Linked DNA regions of Mus musculus: region 1 is linked to region 2. The links are chromatin contacts, called in public HiChIP or PLAC-seq maps. All regions are on one chromosome and are shown on one strand. The core of a region is the stretch at or near the end of the contact, and the rest is flanking DNA. Distances in the headings are between cores, read along the strand shown. Region 1 has its middle 120 kb from the start of Gm24337. Region 2 overlaps Fam110b (family with sequence similarity 110, member B).

Region 1 (5,817 bases), core at 1,186-3,685, 110 kb after region 2:
CAATTCCTCACAGGAAAATTCTCTCCAGTATTCATCAGTTCATCAGGGTTCTTCAGAAGAACAGAACTTATAGAATGAATATATACAAAAATACTAATACACACACACACACAATTGGGATTAATTACAATGGCATATAGGCTATAGGGCTATGTTTCAGCTAGTCCACCAATGGTTGTCTACCAAGAAGAAGCCCAAAAATCCAGTAGTTGTTCAGTCTGAGAGTCAAGATGTCTCATCTGTCCTTCATTATACATCAGGATCCCAAAACAGGCTCTAAGGCCAATAAAAGAAGGGACTTGCTATCAAGAACAGAGAGCAAACTTCCTTCTTCCATTACCTTTGCATAGGCTGCCAGGAGAAGATGTGTCCCAGATTAAAGATCCCAATTCAAAGATCAAGATTAAAAGTAGGTCTTCTCACTACAAATGATTTACAAAAAAAATAAATAAAAATAAAAAAATAAAATAAAATAAAATTCCTTGTGGTGGTGAACCCAATCATTTATATTTTAGTTAATTTCATATGCAGTCAAGATAACAACAGAGAGTAGCCATCTGCCTTATGCTTTAGGAATAACTAAGGACTGAGTGAAGAAGGCAGGACTGTCCTGTGTCCTACATCTCTATCACAATCAGAGCATTAGAGGAAGTGAACCGCAAATACAGCCCACACAGGCAAGAGCAAGGTGTGCTTTATGAATATGGCTTTGGATTGGAGTTTATTTATTTACTTATTCAGTTGGTTGATTTTAATTTGCTGGTACTTGGAATAGAACTAAAAACTGAACACATAACCTTGCACATGCTAAACAAAAGCTCTACCACGGGGCTGTACCCCCTGCAAGAAGGCCCCATGATAATGGATGAAAGTCAAAGAACAAGCAGCCATAATTTTAAACCATGGGCTGCTGTGACTCAGGAGTGTGTTGTTTTCTGAAGACTATTCACTCTCCCCTTAGTTTCAAGGATACTCTTTCAAGACAACAATCCAACTTTTTTTTTTTTTTAGTCCCTGGGCAATCTTACTAGCTTGTGGTTATTGTCATGGCTACAAATCCAGCCTGTGTAAGCCTACATTGTGCCCTTATTAAAGTATAGCTTCCTGATAATTATATACCTTGTGAGAGAGGGAAAAAATCTCCTAGGATGACAGTCCTAGGTTTCACAGTGTATAACACAGCAGTCCAGAGTATATGATAGATAATAAGTGTTTACTGGTAGTGATGTGAAATTTTGGCAGCAACAGTTGGCAAGGCATGGTGGTGTTTGTCTTTACTCTGAGGATCCCTTATCAAAAAACATGCTTGGGATCAGAGTATTTAGAATTTTTCAGATTTTTAGATTTGAGGATATTTGCATAGACTTTACTAATCAATGATCATAATGCAAAAATCTTGAAATCTTAAATGCCCCAAAATAGGAACTCAGAGCATCAAGTTGTCTTCAAACTTCAGAGCAATTCTGATTTTTAATCACATTCACCTTGCTTCATGTTTAAGCCCCAGCCTAAAATATAAACTCTGTCCCAAGGAGACCCAAGTGGCACTTTCTACCCATATATTAGAGATGAAAAACATCAGCCCCTTGGAGATGAAGGGGATGAAGGAGATGAAGACCCCATGGGAAGCAGGTGCTGGATAAACTTGAACTCAACACCACAATCCCTGCTCCAATTGTCTATGAGCTTTATTCAAAACCAGAGCGAGAGTTTATGCACAGAACAGAAGGGACCTTCAGCTCATTTGACCATTAAATCTGCTGCCAAGGTGTGTAAATGTGTTAAAGGCGTTTCAACTTCCAGCAATTCCCCGTTCACCTAAATGGGATCCCATAAATCTAGAAAAAAAGACTTCAACTGTTCCAACCTGAGTAGCAAACACTGAATTCAGAGAGACAAGGCCATTGGAAGATCATTCTTCCTTGCCGATTTTTAAGTGACATCCTGCCTTTTTTGGATCAAGGCTGTTTGGAAGGCTAAAGAGCAGAGACAAATAGCCACAAATCTACAGTCAGGAAACACATGAGGACTGTTTGAGGAGTCAGCATCTCTCTGTTCTCAAAGCCTTGTGGGGGTGCATGCTGTGCGGATGCTTTAGGAAACAAAGAGATCAAGGATGTCTGTAAGTTAAAGCTGAACTGGCCATCTTAGCTCAGAAAAGAGGACTGAGCTCACTACCCTTTAGAAAATGTCAAACCTAACTCATTCAATTATTAGCTCAGGAAATGGCTGTAAGGTGTGTCATTCTTGCCTGGGCACACACTACACTGTAAGGACACCCACCTTAAAGCTTCATACAGACCTCTCTCCAAGGTGATTTCAAGAGGATTCACCCTCTTGCTTTCTCTGAAACCTGGCAGAAAGGACTGCCAGAGGAGATGGCTCAGCATTTGCATCTCATCCCTCCACAATCTGAGACACCCCCACACACACACCCTGTTTAACAGGTGATCTTCATTTCCTCACCTATAAAAAGGGCAGGGTCATGTAATGCCTGTATTTCTTGACAGTTTGAATTTTGAAGCATTAAGATACATTTAAAGAATATGAAAAATTATTTTCTTATACTTTATTGGTGAATAGGGGACAGATGAGGCCCAGACACTGCACTGAATGGCACTTTATGCACTAGCTGCCATCCAGTGTTAGTTGGAAAAGGAAATGGGGTCTATCAAAGGATTCTTCTTGAATAGAAGGGACCTTCAGAAAGACTCATTAGCCTTTCTGATTGACAGAAGCTGACAGATGGGATGCAGCCAGACATACACCAAGTCACAGTGCTTTGGGGATGAAAATGAGCCTTTCACTAGCTGAACACTCCATTCATCTCAGTCTTAAACAAGTATTAGTGTCTTGAATGCTGCTCTAGGATTAGCCCTCAGTCACATTCTTTGACTCTCAAGAATTTTAGGATTAAATAAGAATCCACCTTGCCAACAGAGTATCTGAGAATTATGCTTTTTCTCAAAGACACCCATTCAATAATTAGGAAGAAGGAAACAAACCAAGGTTAATAAGACATCCTAAGACTCCTTTGTGTGTTTGAAAACGAATCTTGGAATCTAGTCTGGTAGAAGCTGGGTTTGATCCTCACCACGAAGTTGCATTGCAGAATTTTCTCAGACACGAAAAATATTGTATGTACTGACTGGTGATTCTTCCTTATAATAGTAGGTTACAAAAATTCATGTTTATTTGCATCAGGACTGAAGCTTCTGGGACTGACAGGAGTGATCAGTGGTCCTCCAGCTTGTTGCACAGCAAAGAAAAAGCTACAGAGAAATACGGTAAGACACTCATGTGACTATATAGAGCCTGCAGGCTGGTTGGTGGCACTAGAATGGAAGAAGCTGGTATTCTGACCTCACCAAGGAGGAATTTGCTGCCAAATCTTAGTATTCCATGTGGAGAAAGAGCAGCAATTTGTGAGCAAGCCTGCTCCAGGTGTTCCGTGATGCCGAAATGAAACAGTAAGAACCTAAATATCTGGTAGAAATCCTTTGAAGTTTGATCTTTCCTAAGGCAGGTGACAGGCTGCTTCCCTGCCCTGACAAGAATCTGGTCATTGGAAGTTGATCTCTACAGTTCACTGGATTGCTAAGATAGGATTATTGGTAGGTTGGCATATGATACACACTTTCAGCATGACTTCAACTTCCAGTGGATTTGTGATGTAATTCACAGGGAAGCTGGAGTACCTGTATTCCTGTCCAATGTGTCTTGCCTCAAAAACTACACATTGGCTACTTTGATTCAAAATTTTCCTATTAGGATTAGATAACTGTTTATTATTTAACCCTGGATGTCATAAAACTTCATACAGATAAAGCATTCTAAGAAATTTGAGAAAATTTTGAAGTTACTACCTACATTTTAACTGTTGCTTCTGTAAATACTTTATAGATGGCTAGTGGTCTTCAGAAGTGATTTCTCAAGTCAGATTTCTATATCTGCAAAACTCCAGGCATCCCCTGCCTATAATATACCCCATTGTCTTTACTCTCTACCCACAGCTGCTGCCACAGCATGGCTCTGCCTCAGTTTCCCAAAGGTTCCCTCCCTGAAGATATGCACTGTCACTATGGTATGACCCATGCCTAGCAGACCACCTGGCATGGACTGGAAGGAGAAGATCTGGGATCTCTCTATGATTCCTAGTCTTGGAGAAGAATGGGTCTGTGGAATGGCTTCCAAGTGAGCTACTAGATGTTAACCATTGAGGATCTCCCAGCAGATTAGCAGCAACACGCCTGACTCAGAAGCCACTCATGCATGCTTCCACTGTGCACACTGACCTACCCACAGGCTCACCCTCTGTTCTCTAGAATTCTGCTATCAGGGCTGAGGAGGAAAGAGCAAGCCACTTTTGAATGCAATTGTTCCCATGGTGGGAAACTACTGCACTGGTGGCTTTCAATTGATAATATCTGGAAGGTCTCCTGCAAGAAGCAGGAGAAGACCTCACTACACCCTCCTTAAGTGCATTCTTTGCCTTCTCAAGGATAAATGAGTCACCAATTTTCAAGGATTGGTAAGCTCACATAAATGTTTCTAGTGCTTTCTTCTTGTACATAATGGAGGGATTACAGCAGCAAGGTGAGCTCCTTGCGTGAGTATATCTAAGCCAGGCTGGACGATGTCCTGGCCCTTGCACTCTCAGGGCAAGTTCTAGGCCATCATTGGAGTTACTGAGCATTTTAATTTGGTGGGAAGTGCGGAAATACATGCCTTGGTAACGCCCTAGGCCTGTAGCTATTTCAATGAAAGCTTTTATTTTCCCCTACTGAGCTGACAAATGCACATGATTGGGAAGTGTATGGCTCCTGCCTGTGGCTGGGAGAGGCTGGAGGTAGTGGGGGTTGGGGATGGGAAGGCCCTGTTTTGCTAGCTGTGGACAAAGGCCCAATGTGTCTTGCCCAGTGTTTCAGATTTCTCAGGGCAGCTCAGTGCTCAGGCATCTGCTGTAGCGCCGGCTGGCTCCCCTGAAGACCCCTTCTCTTGTTTTATGGGCTGCTTCCATCTGTTGAGAATTCTTGGGTGTGAAGAATCTGTGAATTGAGATCTGGATAGTGTTTCACATTCTCAACTGGTCTCCACATTTAACATTACCACCTGATGCCTGTAAAGCCAGTTTAATAGCAGACATGGGTTTTTGTCTTTTCTGCACTTAATGACTGGGTGTTCATATGCGTACACATGTTGAATTCTTTCAGGAATTGCTCCAGACAAGTGTGTTTCAGGTCGAATTACACTATACTTGTTTCAAAAACCAGAAATGGCCAATCAATCTTGCAGAATTGTTAACCTGGATGTGGCTTTTTTTGTGGGAAATTTGGTTTTCAATAAAGACATAGAGTAGATGAAATAGACTATGAAATTCAGGTGTACTGGCTATCTGATGACAATAGCTCCTTGGGAAAACAAGATAAAACAGTAAAGATGGGAATTGGATTTGTCAGTGCATCCCTGAGCAAGGCAAACTGAAGACAAGTGTCCCTGTCAAAATAACTGAAAGCCATTTAGGCTCTGGTCACTTTCAACAAGCCACAGGGAGGGCAGTAGGATGAGGAGGGCTGAGCTGGCCATAATCACAAGATGCTTAAGAATAAACATCTATGTGTAAGGCAAATCAATGTCCTGCAATCAAATGTCCTTAAGGCCAAAACCTGAGTGAAATGCATACAGGTCTGTTCTCTAGGATTTCCTTGGGGAATTTAGTGTATAAGAGTCTCTGCCTCCTTCTGTCAGAACCTCCTTTGAGGAACCTTGGTAATCTAGCTCTCTTTGAACCACAGAAGTTGAGAGACTGGGGAGCAA
Region 2 (6,165 bases), core at 3,085-5,584:
GGCTCTTGCCAGGTAACTGTGGGGGTGGAGTCCAGACAGAATGCCAGGGGCTTGGGGCATTGCCCTATGGGACTGATAGCCACAGAATTATGGAGAGCTGAGGCCTCCTGTCAGGATCCTGGTGTCTGGGGACATGGCAAACACCTTCCATCCATTGTAGGCGACAGTCATCTGCTGTGTCACCAGGGTTTTAAGCCTGAGCTTGACCATGGACCAGGCTGCCTATTACAGCTCACCACCCCACAAGGTCCCACAATGTACCGCCCACATGCCAGCATTTCATGTCTGGTTTGCAATTGTCTAGCACAGTATACGCCAGTGTGACTGATGCTGGAAGTACTACATATCTACATTTAATTCCTTTTTACAATTTTTAAATGTGTGGTTTTCAATATCTAAGAACCTTATCTACATCAAAATAAGTTGAAAATAGATAAAGAGAAGCTGATTAATATGCCATGTCAGTTTCTGGTTCTTAGCTGTTCATCTCATACTTTAGACTGGCCTGCATCTCTGCTGCTCTGCAGCTTGTTCTAACATTCTTTCCCATTGGGATCCCAGGATCTAAATACAGATTATACTTCAGAGAAGGCTATGGTTCTCAGGGTGGAAAGGCCATACCCTGGTGATTGGCTGCCATTCAAGTAACATGAAAGAAAACAGGCCCTCAGCAGGCAGGGTATAAGAGCCTTGGGACAGTTGCACCCTGCTAGGAATGGAGTCTTGTTCCTGGCTGATTACATAATCTGAAGATGTCTGTCCTCTAGTATGCCTCTCACTGTGAGGGAAAGCCACAGGAAGAGCCAGCTCAAGTGCTAGCAGCAGCTGTGCACTCAGCAGTCCTTGTGCTCCAACAGGTGTTGGTGTCCTTGGGTTTCTGGACTATGCCTTCCAGATGAAGCCTTGCCTAGTAAGGATTTGGCCATTGTTGGAAAGCTCCTCAAAACTTTCTTCTCTATTAGGTACCTTCACTGCTGTTTAGAAATAATCACTGATTAATTTTTTTTGAAGACCTTTAGCCATTACAAAATTTAAACTAAATTATAATTGCATCATTTTTTTCCTATTACCTTCCTCACTCTGTCGAATCCAATGTCTCTTGTTTGCTTTCTCTCCAATTCATGTTTTTTCGCTAATTGCATCTCAAGTGCACGCACTCGTATAATAAATAATACCTGCTGAATCATTTAGTGTTGAGTGTGTGTGTGTGTGTGTGTGTATCTCATGACTATCCACTGGGTACTGGATAACTAGTTAAGGGCTTATCCTTGGAGAAGACTATAATGCTCTCAGCATTTCTTAATTGCCTGTAGTTCGTTGTCTTTGCCCAGTGAGCGTTCCCTCTTCCACAATAGCATTTATATTGCTCCTATTGGTTCCAGTTTTGTTTAGGCCTCTATATTATTGTTGAGGTATCATAGCTAACACTTCCCTGCCATTTCTAGGAGACACAACCTCACAACAGATTTTCTCTGGCTCTTATTGTCTTTCTCCTCAACCCCTCCCCAATTCTGTCATGATCTCTGAACATTAGGTGCAGGAATTGTATAGTAGATATGTCCATTGGGACTTGGCATCCGAGGAGCACCTGATCTCTGTATTTTGACCAGTTTTTGTTTTCTCTTTTAGTCTCTGTTGCAAATAGAAGTTTTTTGATGAATGTGAGAGCTACACTCATCTGTGGATACAAGGATAAATATTTAGAATGGAGTTAGAAATATTTCTGGCTGGGCGGTGGTGGCGCACACCTTTAATCCCAGCACTTGGGAGTTAGAGGCAGGTGGATTTCTGAGTTCGAGGCCAGCCTGGTCTGCAAAGTGAGTTCCAGGACAGCCAGGGTTACACAGAGAAACCCTGCCTTAAAAAAGAGAGAGAGAGAAAGAAATATTTCTGGTTAATTAAGTGGTGGTTTCGGGTTCTCCTCTAAGATTTGTGGCCTTATTAGCCTTGGGTATTTGGCTGGGTTTTTTGTAGCAAATATGAATCCCCTCCTGTTGAGTGAGTCTTTTAAATTCAATTAGAGATCTGATTGTTACCACCAAGATTTGAGTCACCATTGCCCTCTTATGATTCTCGGCCAATTCTGGTTACTCTTGTGGTTCATAGGTGCTGCAGCTGGGTAGAACAATTGCTTTCCTCCCTTGGCAGGTTTCATACCTGCAGGACTGTGGAAGCTCATCCTCAGAAAGAAGGCTTTAAATTAAGGTTCAACTTGAGTCTTCTGAGTCCTGTGTCCAAAGTATGTGTGTCTGCTTCAATAGAGACTCACTTTCAACGTCATAGAGGCAACGTAAGTCAACAGCAACAGCCTAGATTGTTTTGAGGGATTCTTGGACTCCCCCAACTAACATCTTCAACGGGTTTCTTATGCCTGGTATTGATGATTTTGTTAGAGTCAATGATTCTTGGTGGGACCATTATCAGCTCAAGTAGGATAATTTCATTTAAACTATTAATGTATATGTGCACACAGATGCTTATATGTAATATATGCAATTTTGGGTAAATAAAAACATAATTCTTCATGACTTTTTTAGACATCCTTATTGTTATTTTTCCCTCCTTCTCCTCCTATCTCTTATTGTTCTCCTTCCTTCCCTTTTTGATGGAAACCGGGCTGCGGCTAACATGAACTGGGTTACACCCCCGTAGAGGCTGCTCTGAGCTTAGTTCCTCTTGCCGTGAGGACAGATTTCGGAATTATGAAGTTTCTTTTGCAATATTAGACTATAACTACAACCTTGGGAAAGCAAAACCCAATTTAAAAACAATTTATCACTTTAGGATCAACATCAAAACTTCACTATCACGTTGAGAAATTTGGCTGCCAATTTATACCTATGACTGCATGACACTGCAAGTTTCAATGCTTCATTAAAGAGACATTGCTTTAAATCTTATCTTTAATTCTACTTTCTAGGATAAGAATCACATTAAATATTATCTCAACTAGAAGTATCCTTAGAGGCCCAGCCTTTTGGCCTGCCTTATGCCACGTGTTTGAAGGACTCCAAACCTGAGTTACCAATTTAAAGCTAACTTTCTAGTAACCAGTGTTACACCTTTTTGATCATACCCAATAACTTATAAGCTAATACTCTTGTGATGAAGACTCGCAGAGCATATTACACCTCTAAGACCAGTAAAAAGCCAAATGAAGAGGCTACATGAGTCTAATAAATTTAGACCAATCAAAGAATTTCAACTTTTCTAGCTATAATTATAAGACCTTGTCACTAGCTAAATGCAATAATCAAGATTGCAGAGAATTTTCTTAGGAAGGAACAACTACCAGCCTATTTGTCTTAAAACTAAGAGGTTGCAAACTCCTTTTCTCAAAAAAAACTGTTTTTCCAGCAGAAGCCCTCCTGCTGTGCCTGATCCTGGCTAAAGCATGTGGCCACTCTCTTGCTGAGCTAGCAGATAAAGTTTTAGCCATCTTAATTTTCCAACATGAAACACAGAACATTCAGTCATTCAGACGAGACAAAACACACATGGATCGACACGAGGTGCACCAGACACTAGATGTTAGACAACACAAAGAGGGCAGAGAACTTCTGCTGTAGGGACTAGAGAGAAAAAGACAGGGCGTCCCCTGACATTTCTCTCTGCCTCTGGGAGAGTTTCAAAATCCATTTTCCTCTATATTATTTTATTATTACAAACCCTGTTTCTGCCGCCTGATGCAACTCCTGTCTGCGGACATCTGCCTGATTATTTAATTTAAACCCTTTTTCTTCTTGCTTAAAGCAGTTGTTTTTTTGTTTTTTGTTTTTGTTTTTTAAACTGTGGACAACTGCCTGATCCGTTCCTAGTTCTGATAAATCACTGCCAACCTAAGTGAATGCAACGTTGGGTTAGCACCGATTCCAACCTTAGCCCGTATCTTCTGCACTTACAGCAACACTTTACCTGTTGCTTCACCGTGCCCCATACAAATTCTCTGATTCTTTCCTTTCCGTGGAGCTCCATTACCAAGCAGCGTTCCTCCAGCGTTTTTCTGCCATTCCTCAGGTCCCACGTTTGGACTCCAAACTGTTGGAAACCAGGCCGCGGCTAACATGAACTGGGTTACACCTGGGAGGCAAACTGGGGCTGGAAAGAGAGGGGAACTAGGCGGACGAGAGAGAAATGGAGCCAAGACAAGGTTCTGTTCAAGGCTCAAATGTTTAATGGCAAATGTGCTTATAAAGGAGGGGGAGGCCCATTCCTGCCAATTCATCCTTGGAGCCCAGTTGCAGGTGACCACATGCAGGATAGGGTGTGGTCTCAGGAATAGCTGGGCGGCCACCCAGCAGGTAGCAGAATCTTGAAGAGCAACAGTGACAGTGGCTGAACAATAGAGTGATCCAGGAAGACAGGCTCCACCCTAGTTAATCTCCTTAGTGGCAGCAAAGTCAAGGCCTTGGCTCTGCCAGCTTCAGGCTTGGGGGAGGTTACATTTCTGTAATTAAAACCCTCTCTGATTTTCCCATGTTCCCTTTCATATCACATAGTTACCTATACCTAGCTGTCCTAACCCTGCTAGCTCACACTTCCTATCTTCAGGGGCCTTTCTAGCTATGTGACTCCTGTTCTAGGGACTCATGGACACTGTAACAAAATGCTGGTTGTGGCTAATATCCTGGAGCTGTCAGAAGACTTTATGCATTGATGGAGATGGAACCCGCCATCTATTCATCGGGTAAACAAACATGTTCTGTGTAAACTGGTGATGTAGATTTTATTCTACTTTGTTTTTGACAATAGTGACTTATCTAGCTAAAATTAAAACTCTTTAACGTGATTTAATTAGTTAAAAGTCAAAGCTTAGTAGTCTGTTAATTACTTTAAGAATTAGTAGAGTGACACTAATTGGCAAGATAGTGTGTTGCAGGTCTGTTCAGTAAGAATGTCGCACCTAGGAAGTGTGGTCTGGAGTCTGTGACATGGCAGCAGAGCCTACATTCAAGAATGTGATCTGCCAATAGAAATCAGAATGCTGTGCTGGGAGTCTATCCCTGATAGCATCGTCACAGTTTTCTTTGCTACTGTATCTTTTCTCAGAATATTAACTGATAAATGGCACACACATGTAATCTCAGCTCTTTGAAGGTGGAGGCAGGGGATCAGGGGTTCAAGGTCATCCTTGACTACTTAGGGAATTCAGTAAATGCTCACAAAGTAGAAGAGGTAATCTGTCCATCAGTGTGGAAGCAGTCTCCACATGCTTAATAGGTAGGACACTTAAATGTTTCTGCAAACAGTTCTATATGTGATGCCTTTCTATGACACATACACATTTTACCCTTTGCCCTAAAACCACTCAGATCCAACTTACATCCTATCGTCATGTCCATTTATTGATTGCATGAGTTCAAATTTTGTTTAAAATTCAAGTACTTCTTTCTGGATGTGTGTCAAAACCATACCGTATGTAATGTAAACCAAGGAGTAGTTTTGTAAGGAAACTATTCAGATTATAGCACCAAATAGGGGACTGACACACTTTTAAAAAGTATATCTAATTTGAGGCTGGGAAGATTGCTTGGTGGTTAAGGACACTGGCTACTCTGCCAGAGGACCTAAGTTCAATCCTTAGCACACAGAGTGGCTGACAGTCATCTGTAAGTCCGGTTCTAAAGGATCTAATGCCCTTTTCTGGTCTCTGAAATCTCTACATCCATGTGGTGCACACATGTCCATGCTGAAAAATAATACCCACCCATACTTTTAAAAGAAAAAAATGAATATCTAATCTATTCGGGCTGATATAATAAAGCACATTAGACTAAGTAAATTAAAACCAGTGGGAGTTTATTGTTTCCAGTTTTGGAAGGTGGAAACAACTGGATGTCATCAGCAGGCTCTGAACTGTCAAGGGCTCCTTCCTCAAGCAAGCAGCTCCTGTGGTCTCACATGGCAGCATGGAAGAAGCAGCTGGGCTCCTTCATAGGCACACTCTGCCCTCAGGATTGGGCAGGAAAGAACACTCAGAGGCTTTCCCAGTGCCATTGCCTTGCTCACTGGATTTCAACCTATGTATCGTAAGGGGAACATACACAATTGGATACTACAGAAAAATGATTCTTCCAGCTAAGACTATTTTAACATAAGGGGATTAAATGAGCTATTCATTGAGCAGATTGGCTATAGTTTAATTTCTATATTTTGTGTAATTAA

Evidence for each region. HiChIP or PLAC-seq counts read pairs in DNA pulled down with a chosen protein or histone mark.
Region 1: a contact with region 2 is called in an H3K27ac HiChIP or PLAC-seq map of embryonic stem cells, with 17 read pairs. The contact joins two enhancer-like sites. A contact is called at or near these places in 2 of 484 Hi-C or Micro-C datasets (nephron progenitors and olfactory sensory neurons), 3 of 115 datasets of contacts at active chromatin or transcription factors (embryonic stem cells and stem cell-derived neural progenitor cells) and 3 of 9 other capture datasets (adipose tissue, embryonic stem cells and pancreatic islet).

What each region holds. Positions count from the first base shown.
Region 1 is chr4:5,803,021-5,808,837 of GRCm38.p6, forward strand. No RefSeq gene overlaps it. Among named protein-coding and RNA genes, the nearest start is that of Gm24337, 120 kb to the left of the region's middle. Within about 2 kb of position 2,436, at least 9 of the 459 cell types and tissues checked have an H3K27ac peak or open chromatin away from gene starts, as enhancers often do. A contact at or near this core is called in embryonic stem cells, where this site is marked.
Region 2 is chr4:5,689,782-5,695,946 of GRCm38.p6, forward strand. The region is part of intron 1 of Fam110b (family with sequence similarity 110, member B); the gene reads left to right. Among named protein-coding and RNA genes, the nearest start is that of Gm24337, 5.1 kb to the left of the region's middle. Within about 2 kb of position 4,335, at least 9 of the 459 cell types and tissues checked have an H3K27ac peak or open chromatin away from gene starts, as enhancers often do. A contact at or near this core is called in embryonic stem cells, where this site is marked.